Linked DNA regions of Mus musculus: region 1 is linked to region 2. A link is a contact called in public Hi-C data. All regions are on one chromosome and are shown on one strand. The core of a region is the stretch at or near the end of the contact, and the rest is flanking DNA. Distances in the headings are between cores, read along the strand shown.

The links. A called contact is a pair of places that touch in the nucleus more often than the background predicts.
Region 1: a Hi-C map of muscle stem cells shows a contact between it and region 2, with 2.6 times the contacts expected there. The contact joins two enhancer-like sites. A contact is called at or near these places in 4 of 484 Hi-C or Micro-C datasets (cerebral cortex, cortical neurons and muscle stem cells).

What each region holds. Positions count from the first base shown.
Region 1 is chr8:24,519,965-24,522,730 of GRCm38.p6, reverse strand. No RefSeq gene overlaps it. Among named protein-coding and RNA genes, the nearest start is that of 9130214F15Rik, 18 kb to the right of the region's middle. Within about 2 kb of position 1,515, at least 45 of the 459 cell types and tissues checked have an H3K27ac peak or open chromatin away from gene starts, as enhancers often do. A contact at or near this core is called in muscle stem cells, where this site is marked.
Region 2 is chr8:24,211,267-24,213,966 of GRCm38.p6, reverse strand. No RefSeq gene overlaps it. Among named protein-coding and RNA genes, the nearest start is that of Gm51564, 170 kb to the right of the region's middle. Within about 2 kb of position 1,251, at least 14 of the 459 cell types and tissues checked have an H3K27ac peak or open chromatin away from gene starts, as enhancers often do. A contact at or near this core is called in muscle stem cells, where this site is marked.

The DNA.
Region 1 (2,766 bases), core at 266-2,765, 310 kb before region 2:
TCTGAGCTCCCAGGCTGGTGGCCTCTCCTCTTTTGGAACAGCATCTGTTTTTGTGGAATGAAAACAGTCCCAGAATAGCAGCCTGCTTCTCTCTCCTGTTCAAAACGACCCAGGGATGTCATTAGCTACTCATGGCGGTTGATGAGTTTGGGGGTGTCTGCTCCTCCTCACGGATCAAGGCTATGGAAGTACTCAATATCTGTTTACTCTCCAGGCAGTGGGGGAAAATTACGGGAAGGGCGATCATTTCTGTTTTGAAGAGACTTCCAAGAAGACCTCTTTGTATGTTGTTTGCTTCGCCGTCGTCTCTTACTCTTGTAGACTCCATGGTCACCAGGGAGACTTCTAAGTGTAATTATTAAAGAGAACAGACATACACTAGGCAAAATGTTAGGGGTTTTAAAAAAGTGTGCCTGTGTTTTTGTGTGTGTGAACGTTGGATGACAAAACCTATTTATTCTTTTTCTTCTAAGTTTTTAAACATTTAAATTATATACGTGTGTATCTCTGGGGATGGGGTATGCACACACGAGTGCAGGTGTCTGCTGCTGCCAGAGATGTCGTCTGGGTCTGGAGCCACAGGCAGCTGCCACAGGGAAATCCCTGAGCCATCCGTCTCTCCAGTCCTCCATTTTCAATTCATCTTCCTGTCCTCTTTCTCCCCTTCCTTCCCCTCCTTTTGTTTTATAAAACAGGGTCTCCCTCAATATGTAGCCTGGGCTAGCCTCAAACTCAAAATCCTCCTGCCTTAGCTTCTCAAGAGCTTGAATTGCAAGTACCTGTTGCTATGCCCTGCTCTACATAGTTCTTAGGTAGTTCAGTTTTCTCAGTGCCCTTCATATTTTTCAGCCCGTCTACTCAGATAGGAGTCTAAAGCACACAGTGTTGTGTAAGAGGCCGGCAGCGGATGAAGCCATTAACACCACCTTCTGGATTTGCATTTTGATAAGATTGAAAACTAAGTGTGGTTGTTATGCTCCACTAATGGAATTTCAAGACAGCATGGGGGGGGGGGGTGTGGAGTCCCAGTGCTCGCCAGTGCACACTAAGGGTTGTGAGCCTGCAGCTGTGCCAATGCGGAAACCTGTCCTACCAGAACAGCTGCGGTCAAAATGAGCAGAGTCCCACCAATTCTGCCCGCGTCAATGAATTTCTTAATGGCTTGCTCTACTTAGAGTCTCATCACACTGCCAACATGCAGATGCAGACACAGAGAACTTTGTTTCAGCTCCTAGTTGGAGAGGGTCATAGCTTGTGGTGAGTTCTTGCCAGCTGTAGTCAGCACACTGGTAGATCAGAGAACACAAAACCGGGCCCAGGCTAGACCCTTCAAAGGCTCCCCCTCAGTGACCTACGCTGACCAGACAGGCCCCACCCCTTAAAGGCTCCACAGGCCCCACCCCCACACTCCAGCTGGGGAACATGAAAACCATTTGGTGGGGACAGCTCATACTCAGTCACCACAGGGAAGCAGTCCCATTTGCAGCGTGGTACTCACACTCTGACCTCACAGGAAGACGTGGTGGGCATGGGTGCTCTGGCCACTCTCAGGGTTCCTGAGTCAGCGAGCCCCGAGTTCAGCCTGGAGACTGCTTTTCCAACTAGTTCCCACGTCATGTCGTCATCATCTCGGTCTGAGAGCCCTTAGCTCATGGGGGCTCCTTTGTTTTGCTTGCTCTCCAGAACACTGTGGACGAACTCCTATGATTCATCTCTCACGTTTAATGAACGGGTTTTGCTTTTTGAAGAAGGGGAAGACTTTAGTCATGTTTTATCATCAAAATCTATGGTCTTGGTTGTTTAGCTCCTGTCCTTTTTTTCTGTCTGAAAATGCTTCGAGATGTTTATGATAATAACGAGAGGAGGCTGGAGGTCAACTCTGAGTATCAGTCTTCCGGGATCATCTGCTTTGGATTGGAAACAGGCTCTCTCACTTGGCCTGGGAATGGCCATTTAGATTAGGCCGGCTGGCCAGTGAATGCTGGAGACCTGCTGGTCTCTGTTTATGAGTGACTGCCAGACGCACCAGTCTCTTTATGTGGATTCTGGGAGAGAACTCAGGTTTTTCTGCTTACATGGCAGGCGCTCAGCTCCAACTTTACCATGACTGTTGAAATGTAGAAAAACTCAAGAGTTGGGAATGTAGCATGAAAAATGCTTCAGGTTCTGGCTCCAACACTGAAAGAGAGAGAGAGAGATGGGGGTGGGGGGGGGGAGAGAAGGACACACAGAGACAGAGACACAGAGAGAGACAGAGAAGGACATGAAGAGAGAGAGAGACAGACAGACAGAGAGGGACAGAGAAAGACAGAGCGAGAAGAAAGTTCCAGTCTTAGGAAAGAGGTAGTACTATGGGTAAAATGAATAAAACTGTAAAAACTCAAGAAACTGAAGGGACAGATAAACAGGCAATAGAGGGATTGATGCTTTTCTCAAAACGGGAATTTCTCAAGTCAATGGTGACTCTCTGGCACCTCAAAGCAAACTGGTTTGGTGCAGCCAATAAGTGTTACCTTCCAAATATAAAAAGTTAATGAGAAGAGTCAGACTTGGAGATGTTTCATAAAAATCAGGATTCTCCTACAAATAAGTAGAAATTGTACAGTGAAATCTCCATGTTGTCTCTCTGCCTAGCCATAGAGCCTTGGTTTCTTCATCTGTAAGGAGAACGTTCCAAACGAAGCCCAACCTTACACCTAGGCATTTGCTGGCTCACTAGTGGCGTATTCAGAGGCTCACGTCAACGTGGACTCACTCTAATTGCTG
Region 2 (2,700 bases), core at 2-2,501:
AAAGGCTTAACACGCTCTCTCCTTCACATGCACAGAGGACTCCACATTGATCTCCAGCATGTGCAAGCCGTTATCCAAATCAGCAGTGTCAGAAAAAAGCTGCTGCCACCCCACTCCACCCCACCCCCTTTTCCAATCCATGTCCACTTCCTATGCTCCAAGCATTTCTTTGTTAGTTTGTTACATAAAGACGTTAAATGGGCTGTACCTAGATACTAATTATTCCATTATTGGCTACTATTGTGGCTTCAGAGAATAATTCTTTCTAAGTCCCCCAACTCTATCTATATTTTTAGAAAGACCTAAGATTAATACCTTCTGCACCAGGTTGCAATAAAAAGGGTAGTTCCAGAATGAAATGATATTGTAAATGCTTGGGGGTCCCAATGACCACCAGAGTTACCACCATCAGAACCTCCTAAAATGGGCAGCAGAAATCATCTCCCTACAATTTCCCATAATAACATTACAGCTGGTGTGGGAGATTTTTTATTGCTACTTCATTCCGGACAATAAGAGAGCAGGGTGCCACATTTCATAAACCCTGTTTACCATCAGTCATTCTTAAATCTTCTATTCCGTTTGGGCATGAGTAGACTGTATAAAGACCACTCTTACATCTTTGTAAGATGGCACCAAGCATCTTTGACTCTCTTGTTCCATCCATCACCTTTGTATCCTATGTGTCCCCTATTCTCCAAGACCCATGCACAGGTTTATATTTTGGGTTCCTTAGGTCTCAGGTGTGAACAACTGAGGTGTTGAACGGCCCTCCCCCCATGGGTCTCCTAGAAATTCAGCTTTCTAAAGTTTCTAGGAAGAACCACACCCACATTCTTTAGGATTTTGAAGCAAAGAAAGAAATATTATTCATAAGAAAAATCTCAGCTGTGGCTCATCTTCTAAAATAGTTCTGCCATGCTGTCAGCTGAACTACATGTTGGTCGGCTTCTGGACAAATGCCATTGTTTTATGGTACACTGCTTACCATACAAGACACATGGCCATGCCCCAAGTGAAGGATCAAAAAAAATGCATTTGGGCTGTTAGAATATGAGTCTTGCATCAACACATCATTGTGTCCATTTGTACAATTTCACAGTTTATTGATGATCCAAGTGGCCCTGAACACTCTTGTAAAGAAAATGTAAAAACCCAATTTTTAGGGCAGGTTGAAATGAGTCATGCAAAAAGAAAAGAAGGGAGGGAGAAGGGAGACTCATATCTTTAGTCATGGCCCAGATCTGAGCCAGTAGCTATGAAGTAAACAGGCACATGGCCTGATTCCTGTTGTGGTTCCAGATCCTCTGAGTTACACGGTATGCAGCTTTTTCTCTGTAGATTTTTTTTTTTAATCTTCAAAATAGGGAGAGTTACACCCATTTATAAGATGAAGGTGTGTAGATTAATACACTTAGGCCATCCCTGAGCAGCTCACAAGGAATGTTACATGAGCATTCCCAGGGATCTGTTGTGTGAAATAACATGTGTTTATCCCTCAGGTTTTGTAATAGATGGCAGCTTGTCCTAAAGACAGGTGGCCTGACACTGGGCAAGTGCCATGTTCTTCTCTTCCTCCTCCAACCAGTGTCCCTCTAGTCCTGCCTGTCTGAACTACAGTTTCCAGTGCTGTGATGAAACACCACAACCAAAAGCAAGTTGAGGGTGGAAAAGGTTTATTTGGCTTACACTTCCACATTGTAGTCTATCACTGAAGGAAGCCAAGGCAGGAACTCACAGACAGGGCAGGGACCCAAAGGCAGGAGTTGATGCAGAGGCAATGGAGGATGCTGCTTACTGGCTTGTTTTTCGTAGATTATTCAGCCTGCTTATTATAGAACTCAAGACTACCAGCCCAGGGATGGCACTATACACCTCCCCAATCACTAATTAAGAAAATGTCCTACAGGCTTGCCTAGAGCTGGATCTGACTGAGGCATTTTCTCAGTTGAGAGTCCCTCATTTCAGATGACTTTAGTGTATATTCAGTTGATGTAAAACTGTCCAGTACAACTGACCCCTTGCCAGCTTGACACACAGACACATCACCGTTAAGCCACATTTTTCCTTTTCTTGTTCATCCTCAACATCACATATTGATAAAGATATAACAATATAAAACATTTTACAAACTTAAAATGCCCCATAGCCTTACAAATTCAAACACTTTAAATCTTTAATAAAAATATCTAGTCTCAGTCGGGCATGGTGACACATGCCTTTAATCCCAGCACTCAGGAGGCAGAGGCAAGTGGATCTCTGAGTTCAAGGTCAGTCTGGTCTACAAAATGAGTTTAGGACAGCCAAGGCTCTGAGAAGACAGAGAAATCATGTCTTGAAAAACCAAAATAAATAAATAAATAAATAAATAAATAAATAAACAAATAAATAAATAATAAAAACCTGCCAAAACCCAAAACAACAAACAAACAAACAAACAAATCTCAACTATGGGCTCCTGTAAAATAAAAAATAAGTTAAAGAGTTTACCTCAAGAGGGAAGAACAACCAGGGCACAGTCACAAACTGCACAAAGCAAAACCAAATTCTAACTGTAAATAATTCAATGAGCAATATCTGAAATTCAGTCACAATTTTCTGGGCTCCTTTAGGAAGCATGAGTCACGTCTCCAGCTCTGGCCTTGGTAGCACCCACAGCTTGTCTTCAAGGATATGGCTTCACTTTACAGCTGCTGGTTG